2 separate regions of the Nothobranchius furzeri genome follow, and region 2 is linked to region 1. The links are chromatin contacts, called in public Hi-C maps. All regions are on one chromosome and are shown on one strand. The core of a region is the stretch at or near the end of the contact, and the rest is flanking DNA. Distances in the headings are between cores, read along the strand shown.

Region 1 (5,149 bases), core at 2,095-4,594:
AAAATAAAAATACATTAAGTGTAATGGAACGTGGTTTCAGACAAAACTGGCTTAGTATCAGCAAATTTTCACCATGGTCGATATGACGGGGAAAAAAGTTCTGCATCATTAACCACTTTCCAACCGAAACAAAAAAACAGACATTTTTATTGATTATGGGCTTACCCCCAAGCAATGTAAGGCTCTGCAATCCTGAGCATGTTGATTGAAGCCTTGTTCAACTTGACAAACACACCGTTGAAGATCTGGCGGAGACGGAGCAGCTGCAGGACTTTACGGACCTTTGGAGGAACACCGTTGATACTGGTAGAAAATAAAAACAATTAGTACTCAAGTAAAAACTGAGTTTTTGAGATGAGCTTATACCGATAGTGGTTTCAGAAAATGTTGGCTTTGGTTAAACATTTGAATCAGCATTGTCGATAAGTCGGGGAAAGAATATACATCATCAACCACTCAAACTGGAATGAAGGATGTTTACATGGATTGCCTTTTTTATTAAACAATACAGCAGCCTTTCTAACCATTACTGATAAACTGTTGCATTAACACAAGAACATGACCATAACATACTATTTATGAAAAAAATAAATAAATCAAGCCCTCTTTACAAACAGCATGTTAAGAAATTCAGGCCCACGTCTTGCTTTATGATATATATGATTTGAATGTTTTGATTCACTTACTAGAACTGTTGCAATCCACGTAAATAACAGCTATATATGGTTAAAGGGGGTCAAAACTCACCCCCTGATCCTGATGACAAAAGCCAGTTTGGGCTCAGGTGGCACGTAATAGTTCCCCACCTTGCGTGCCATACGTGCCAGGCGGATCTCACGCCTGTACATCTGCCTGTACTCCTTGTGGTACTTCTCTGCCCTCTTAAAGATCAGTTTCCTGGTCACCTTACGGACCTAACACAAAAGCAACACGTGTTCATCTGTCCAAAACGACCAACAACTTTAAATCGAATGGGCATTAAGCTTCGTTTACCTTCTTCTCTGCCAGCATCTTCTTGATGCGGAGGGCCTTCATGGCAGCGAAGGCCTTTCGCCTTTTTAGAAGGCTCTCAGGGACCGCCGGAACCTTTTTTCTGTCAACAGAAAAGTAGAACAGGAAAGTGACCACGTTGGCTGCAATGCTTCACGCAACAACCCGGATTCAAATCAATAGCTAGTTGCTAAATAGCCGCTAGCTCCTTAGCACTAATCGGTGTAGGTACACCGGCTCACTTTAGTCCTATTAAGCTTAACGAAACAAATAACTATTTAAATAACTGCAACAAAATTAGGCTGACAAAGCTGTTTGTTTAATTAAAATTTAATGGGCATTTTAAATCATAAAAGATGCTAATTTTAAGCGCAGCCATGTTGGCCATTGCTGTACGTTCAATAAATGTAAATAAAACCGTAAATCATGTTAAGTTTTCCAACAATATTACAACTAAATTATTTTATAAGACTTGATGAACGTGTACGTTCTTTAAAAATCTCAAATTCGACTCTCTAATAGCAGGATGTGCTTAGATTTGAATTGGAAGTCAGACACTCACTTTGCGTCCGCCATGGCGACCACCGAGAAAGAGGAATTCCGTATTGCGCATGCGCTGGTTAAAGGATTAGGACGTCACAGGGTGTCTTCGTACTCGCCTGACTGGTTAAAACATTTTGGAATCATAATAATACATACATATTAGTAAATTATTGACGCGTTACAGAAATTTATATTACAAACATTTATGTAAAAAAAGTGCGATAAATGTCCTGATTCTAACCTTGGTAACTACATGTGGTCATCACATTATTTGACTGTAGAGGGCGCTGTTTCACTGTTGTTTAATCACTAGGCTTTTTTCCATCCATTTGAGGACCATTTATAAAATCTAATAAATGAATGACGACAGAAGTACGTGCTCTTGATGTGTTTAGATCTGAACGATTTTATTTAAAAAGGCAAATTAAAAGTTTATTTTAAATAATGAGTCATTTTATTGTTGTGATTTTAAAACCCAGCAGGCATGGGTCGGATATTGCAAGTATTTAGGATCGTTTGGGGAGTTTAATGTCGCTTTTCAGTTGAAGAACACGTGGAGCTCGTGCAAATAGGTTTACGTAGATTGCGCACCAAGCTCGTGCACTTGAGAATCTACGTTCATTCACGTTCAGTCAGTGAAACAGCGCCCCATTGAGTCGCTGAATTAAGTTTGTTTCAACTGTGAACAGATTTTAAACCTTTTTATTTTGCTTTATTTTATTTTATTTTATTATAAAATAAAATAAACGACCATTCTATCGTTTGCCTTTTTAAAATCACAGTGTTAGTTAAGTGCTAAGCCCTAAAGGGGAATTTGTTTAAAAATGGTTTCTGTTGCGTATTTTCTTTTGTGCACAACTTACAATATTACCTGGCGAGGAAAACGTACCATCTTTTGCACAAGCATACAATCTGCTGCACGAGCCTATATTGTGATCGTGATTATATGGTGCGTTGGGCACAAATCACACGTATATAGCCCAAGTATGCGCACCAGTACCAGAAACTGTTTCTCACGAGATTCCAAGTATTTTTTTATCCCCTCCTTTAGGGCTCAGTGTACATTAAATACACCTTTATTATTCACATCATTCGTGCAAAAAGTCATGCGGTGTTTGAACCGGCAGAGGACGCAAACGTCTAATTCTGAGAGATGGATTTTCAGCGCGGACACCACTGTTAAACAGGGACGCAATATGATGTAAAACACTTCAGCTCTGGAAAGCATTTCCAGCTGTTGACCACGTTCATTTGGGCTTAGATTATTTTTCACAATAACTTTATGAAAACTGTTTATTTACTCATGTTTTATTTATCTAAATTAGATGAAAACGTGTTTAATAATTTCAAAATGCAATTTCTTCAGACTATTAATAAGATCCTTGAGTTATTTTTCTGCATGTGATGACGAATTGTATCTTAGGCTCTGAATCCATCACTTGTAACCAGCAAGACAGAAGTTGTTCAGCATCAAAAATAATGATAAAATTAGAGGCCAAATATATATAATTTCAGAATACAATATATTAGCGCTAATTGCTTTGTCCATCTTCTATGTGCGCATAAATGGCTACCCAAAAAACTAAATAAAAGTCCAAATGAAAAGTAATGAAAAAAAACTTGACTTATTAGAATTTCTGGTTAAATGCAACGAGGGGGAAATTGAAGACATCAGCATTCAAACGATGGCGCTAATCTGTTTTCTTTCCAGTAGGGGAAACGGCACTGCAACAGATTAGTGTTAAAATATGTAGTTTACATCACCCATTGAGAGTGTATGGAGCTGGTACTTCATGCTGTCAGCGCACTCCGATTGGGTCGAGCGTTGGATGGGTGGACTAAATAAATAGCGCGTGAGATGCGACTGCAAGATGACATGAGTGGAGCAACAGCAGCAGAGCAACCCCAAACTCAACCGGACTCACTTTTCTCTCAACCTGGCTCTCTTGTTTGCGCTTTTCCAACACATTTTCTGCATATTTGCGCTCCCCGCGTCTGCGTTTTCCCCCTCACTGCTGCGAACAGGTTGGGAGACGGGAACACCCCTCCGCACCTCCCCTTCTTCGTGTCCGGCATTCTCTGTTTAAATTCACAGAAAGTTCCTGTCAAGATGATGATGATCATCGCGGAGTTCTTCGTGGTTATTTTAAAAGTGCTCTGGGCTTTTGTGACCGCCGGGGCCAAGTGGGTCGTGCGCCCTAAGGAGAAGAGCGTGGCTGGACAGGTGTGCGTGATCACCGGTGCTGGAAGCGGCCTTGGCCGGCTGTTCGCCAAGGAGTTCGCCCGGAGAAGAGCGACTCTGGTGCTGTGGGACATAAACAGCCAAAGCAACGAGGAAACGGCGGAGATGGTACGGCAGATTTACCACGAACTGGAAACCCCCGTCACCAAAGACGGTAAGATCGGCTTTACGCATGGTGCGCAAAAATGCCCCCCAAAAAATCAGTTTAATTTTTGTTATCGGAATAAATAATTTAATACAATTAAAAAATATTTCCATTCAATCCGCAGAACCTGTTGGGGGGGTCGAGGAGGTCCCCACCTTCCAGCCTCAGGTCTACACATATGTGTGTGACGTAGGGAAACGCGAGAGCGTCTATTCCACCGCGGAGAAGGTGCGCCGAGAGGTGGGAGAGGTAGACCTACTGATTAACAACGCAGGTGTGGTCTCGGGTCATCACCTGCTGGAGTGTCCCGACGAGCTGATCGAGCGCACCATGGTGGTCAACTGTCACGCACACTTCTGGGTGAGCTGGGGTCATCTAAGATCTGTAACTCTGCCAGGTTGTGTACACGTGAAAATCAGTTGAGTTATGACAAGTTCACAGGGAATCTTCCACATCCCTCTCAAGCTTGTGCGCGCGCGCGCGCCAAACTCAAGGATCAAAGTAGAAAATGAAAGTATGACCTAGAAATCTTATTTCATCGCATTCTGCCAAAGCCTTCATGAATCTGCCTTTTATTCCGTCTGGGATGATTCATGCGGTGTGGAAGCTCATCCCCATCCCTGTGTGATAGGAGCAGGGCTCTCAGGGTGCGGGTTGGATCAGCCTCAGATGATCAGATCAGCACATTTTGTTGGCAGGTACTGATTTAGATGCTGTATCAGATTTTCCTTTGGCTCCTTTTCCTCTGGTCTTCTTGTGCCAGCTTATCGCGAAAACCAGCTTTCGAGAGGGGGGGGGGGGGGGGGGGGCCTTCTAGATTGTTTTCTTTTCCTCTTCCTTGCAATCTAAAAATGTAATGTTTAATTTACTTAAAATGGTTGCTTAAATGTAGAGTATTTTACATCGTTGTGTTATAAGAATTAGGCATTTGAATGTTATTTTTTTGCAGTTTCATAGTTAATTTAATATTAATTGCGGATTAACTAGATATTAAATTTACAGTAACATGTTTTCATGTTTCTAATGCTCTTTTAAGATATAGGAACAGACAAATATATCTTTTTTATGCAAACATATGTTTGTTGTCGCAACAACAAACATATGTTTGCTCGCTCACAAAGCGCTTTGTTTTTGTTTATAACTTCCTCTCCTGTATTGTAATGATGCACTCTTTTATATTCAATTCCATTCAATTCTATTCAAGTTTATTTATATAGCACCAAATCACG
Region 2 (5,123 bases), core at 438-2,937, 140 kb after region 1:
TGTGACTCTTAAAAAACCACTGAAAACGCTGAAAAATGCTGGCAGCGAAGGGCTTTTCTGATCAGGAAGTGGCTGGAAGTTAATGAGTTACAAACGGGTAAATATCGGCATGAGATATGGGTCAGCCAATGTGGAGTTTTCCTCTCCACTGTCACTACATGCTTGCTTAGTATAGGGATTGCTGTAAAGTCTCTGACACAACAAGTCAATTACCCAAAGCAATCTGCTGGGTTTCCTTACATCGGATACTTTTAACTAATTGGCATTATTAACTGAACTCAATTGGAAAGATTGATTTGGTGCTATATAAATAAACTGAATTGATTCGTTTTAATAGTGGCATCGGATATACCTATGTAGTAGAGCCGATTTAGAGACAGGCACATCTGCAGGCAGCCCGGTACCGCTCCAGAATTTTATTGAAACAAGCATTCCTGATAAACATCTGCCTACAAATCCTTTAAAACAATATTGTTTACTGATATTTATTTTTATTTACCAATTTTATATTTAAAATTTAGTAATTGTTTTATTTGTTTAACTTTGTTTTTTTTTTTTTTTAACACTGACCAGTGCATAAAAATACCTGTTACATTTATTGTTTGAAGACTGATTTCAGATCAGAAATGTTGTGCATACTTCATTGTTATTAGTGACATTTTAACATGTAAATACAGTGAAAAAAGTCGATAGACACCGACCATGAAAATCATCCCCCCCCCCCAAAAAAAAAAAAAAAATCGGCAGCTATATAAGGGTATCAGTTATAGAAAAACCCACATCGGCTGATCTCAGTTTACAAGAATGCTGGGGGGCATTGTGTTATCATAACAAAGTTATGGGAAAGACCACAGGAACATTATTAATAGTATTTTTTCCTAATATAATTAGGACTCATTAGCTTCTAGAGCTAATAGTAACAAGTGTCCCCTGACATGGATGAGCTGGTGTCAGCAACAATTCAGATGAAAATTCATAACAAAAAGGGTTCAAACATGTCAGATTTCGCTTTCGCAAACCAGATCAAACGCATCATTAACCAAGACACATCCATCCACAGTAAGTGGACCACGGGCGTTTAGATTACAGGAGCTAGAATAAATTATGATAAGTGTCGCTGACTCACAAACAGAAACTGAGCCTTGTTTGGAGTCGCTGCTAGCTGAATGGAGAAGTAAAGGCTGGGTTTGCCTGACAGAGCCGCAGGTCTCCGTGCAGACCCCTCACATCACAGCTTCTAACCGTCCAGCTTAGCAAGGAAGCTAACGGTAACCACAGCACGGAAACCGCGTTTCCTCCGAATGTCAGCCTCTAAAAACACATTTACTAAACGGGCAAGCACGCGAATAGTCATGAATGTGTCACAGGACTCTCTCCGGGTGGATATATTTCATTTTGCCCCCCTCTGGTTGCGCTTGTTTAGCCGATTGAGGCTCATCATGGCTGCACGGCCGAGAGCACCTATCTCCCACTCTTGCTTTAGCATCTCCACACTACCCCGCTTTCAACAAAAGTCAGGGCAAATTCAGTCTATCCTAACCCTATATACGGACTGGTGAGCACCCGACTACAGCAGGACAAACATTTAAATGCATTTTTTTTACCTTTGTCCAGGGCCAGACCCCAGTTACACCTCCAACATTGGCAAACACTAAAGAGAACTGGATGGACAAGGGAACGTACCATGTAATTAGCACGGAATAAAACACTTCACGCGTTAACTTTAATTACATTTATTACTAATTGTAAAATTTTTGTTTATCAAATACGTTTAATTTGATCCTATGGATTAAAAACTGAAATATACAATGATAATGATAGATTCATTAGAATTAATGAACCGGACACCCCCGCCATGACAGAAATGGTTCAGTCAAGGTTTGCTCCCTTGCTGCTCCAAGTTAACGTTTCAATAAAAATCACGTTATATCCGATTCTGGACTTCCAGAGACAACATTGTAGATGCTTAAGATGATTTCTTGCTTCGATTAACCTGATTTGAATGAAATTAAGTAATTAATAGACTTGTGGTGGAGATGTCAACATTTCTTCCCATTGAGTCACATATTTATTCCATTTATTTATTGCTAGTTTTCAATGTTTGTAATCTACACTATAAACACGAATAAAATAACTAAAATAACCTTAAAAGCACTGTTCGCGTGGATAAAATATAATATGTATGCAATCATATGACGCAAACTAAGTATTTTTGAACAAAACTAAACGAAACAGAACTTCAAGCAGCGCCATCTACAGCATGTCATTTATACTTTTTTTAAGTTTATTTTGTTTTAGGAAATCTAGAGAATAAAAAAACTTCGTTGCAGGAAAACCTAACATTTAACAAAACGTAAGTATGTATTTATTTTTCTAATTTTCTTGCAAACAAAAAACGTGTTACTGTGGGAAGATTTTGACAGGTTTCGAAACCAGTTTTTTAAAATTGTGTTACCATCAAATATCAAATCCTATCTTGAATGAAAACCTTAAAATCGTTATATTTTCTTTATACCTGTTTTATTTTTCCTCAGCATTGTTTTATAATTGTATATCTTTTTTGATAAAAAATATAAACTTGTTTTTGCATTGTGACACATATCAATAAAATATTACAGTTTAGATAAATATCAAGTGAAACCCAATATGTTATTTTACAAAAGCAGTAGTATTTATAACTGTGAATCCTATTTGTTAGTATCAGACGTTATGTAGAGGACGCTGAAAAGCTTAACAGCGTAACCGCCATATTGGATAGGTGAGGTCCCTCACTCTCCCATAAACACAAGGTGTTTTTATACATATCTGTGCACTCTCTATCCCCAGCTAGTCATAATAGAGTGAGCAACAATTTCAAAAACAGATCACGTGGGACTTTCTAGACTACCTTTTGTAATCAGAGATGGAGACCCATCCAAGATGGCAGCCATGTGTCTGTGGTCAATATTCACCAATAGATGGCGGTATTGGGCCGCTTTTTGAAGCATGTCTTAAACGAAAGGTTAATTTCATGCCTGTTGAATAACATGCTAATTGTACCAGTGGAAATTGTGCTTTTTAAAACTTGAGATTAAAATTCAATAACAATTACGTTCAAAACGTAAATATTCTGCTTTAATGCTGTATTAAAAATATCTGATCCAACATCTATAAACCAATGTATATTTTAGCCATTTTTATAGGTAAGAAAGGGTTTATAGAAATCAACTATTACATTTTTCAGCTGCAAATGTGCTTATTTTATGAAGAATTGTTATACTATGGCTTAATTTGATCTTTTTGAATACTTAAGTGAATGTGCATTATTAGAAATATTAGTTCTAATGTGTAAATCACCCAAACTTGTAAGGTTGATTTAATTTTTTTGGTTAGAGAATCTGTTTTTCTGCATATTTGTAGATAATTCGGGCAAATTTTTAACAAAAGCAACCGATTATATAATGTTTGGGTCTTTGTTCATTAGAAACATATTAATGTCAGAACAAGTGCAACATAACAAGTGATAGAAAATAAATGACAAATGCAACAAGATTAAATAAAAGTGAATTTATGCTTTTATTGTTGATTATGAAAATGAACAGGCACCTATTACATGGAGCTTGCACATCCCAGAACAAAAAAAAAAGTTTTTAAATATAAATAACCCGCCCTCATTAGTGTTTATCACTCTCACAACAACCTGCAAGCTAAGAATTCAAACCACATTAAAAAGGAAAACCACAAAAACTAAAATCTCAACGTGTTCACTCACAAATTAGTTTTAACTCCTCTGATCTTGTGCCCACTGCATGAAGGCCTTTTTGTCTCTGCTCACATGCTGTTGACTGCATTAACATCAATCAGGTTTTTTTCTGTACCAGCAAACTAACAGATGACTCAACTCATTAAGAAGAAGCAAAAACCATCGGATAAATAGTCGTCTTTAAGTTATGAATATAGTTTTTAAGATAGTTGTGGTAATCTCCTCTACATCATCACATTCACTCAGCTTCATAAAAAAGAAACAAAATTGTGCTAGATCTCAGAAAAAAATCGTTTTGGAAAAATTCAAGTATCTGACTGGATAAAAGTGTTTAGGAATGGAGTGATTAGTCTTTGGAGGTGATCTTTGTGATGTTAAAAAAGTTATGGGAAGATTTAAGGATGTCGATGAGAAAGGTAGGGTTTAAAACTACATGCACCCCCACTGTAAAATCAACCAATTCTTTTTACAGTGTACAATTCCTAATTTAACCAAAAAAAAAAAACACTAATGTTTATCATTCAGATGGAAACGGAAGTGCATCTCCTGCTGAGTTCGGTCATCATTCAGAAAAACTTCTACACATTAATAGACAAACTTTCAACATAACAGTCTCTTTTGGTGTAAATATAGCTAAATTCAGAATATTAAATAGGTAATTTTTAGAGGCGATCTCTTTATTGAAAAAAGTACCTGAGCCAAAACTGACTGGGGAAGAAGAAGAAAAAAATCACAATTTTTTCTGACTTTTACACACTTTCCTGTCACTCACTGCTGCTCTGGAGCTCATTCGAAGTTTTAAATTAAATAATACAAAATATTAATAATAATAATAATAATAATAAACACACTGACCCATCAAAAGAACCCCTTTTTCAAATTGTTGGCTAGTCCAAAAACAGTAGAAAAACAGACATTTAAAATCAAACATGTCAGAGGAAAGAAAATTAAAGCGTGTAAATTTAAACGACATTCATCATACATGTAAAACGCATCAGTGTGTTCTTAGACATTCTTTAAATGGGAGAGAGGCTGCTGCTGCTGCACATCTAACCCAACCTGATGAGGAGATGCTCACCGAGGTCACCTTATCGGGTTCTCGCCCCGTTTGTACCGCCATTCCGTCCAACAGCAGGAAGAACCGCAGGTCTCAGGTTGGAAGATGAAGAAAACCGCGCTATCAGCGGTTACTAACCAGAAAAAATACACACAAAGGACTGCTTACAGTGCATCTGCAAGTAGTGGATAACGTAAAAAGTGTTTCTTTCCAAACTAGATACTCTCACAGTGCATATAATAGTAATGATGATGATTATGATGAAGAAAAGGGAAATACCAATGGAGCATTTTCTTGGGGTTTTGATGGTCAGATCCCTTCTAG

The links. Hi-C and Micro-C count contacts between places; a contact is called where the count stands out from the background.
Region 2: a Hi-C map of skeletal muscle shows a contact between it and region 1, with 5 times the contacts expected there. The contact joins the promoter of stau2 here to the promoter of rdh10a in region 1. A contact is called at or near these places in 2 of 2 Hi-C or Micro-C datasets (skeletal muscle and tail fin).

Annotation. Positions count from the first base shown.
Region 1 is chr7:52,902,432-52,907,580 of NfurGRZ-RIMD1, forward strand. It overlaps rdh10a (retinol dehydrogenase 10a), which reads left to right and starts at 3,345. Exons shown (of 6, transcript XM_015955277.3): 1 at 3,345-3,929; 2 at 4,045-4,280. The coding sequence starts at 3,392. rpl7 (ribosomal protein L7) reads right to left here and starts at 1,645. Exons shown (of 7, transcript XM_015955281.3): 1 at 1,553-1,645; 2 at 994-1,093; 3 at 748-914; 4 at 166-303. The coding sequence starts at 1,566. LOC129167271 (small nucleolar SNORD12/SNORD106) reads right to left here and starts at 119; the gene lies at 28-119. LOC129167263 (small nucleolar SNORD12/SNORD106) reads right to left here and starts at 457; the gene lies at 371-457.
Region 2 is chr7:53,043,967-53,049,089 of NfurGRZ-RIMD1, forward strand. stau2 (staufen double-stranded RNA binding protein 2) reads right to left here and starts at 1,688. Exons shown (of 15, transcript XM_070553205.1): 1 at 1,605-1,688.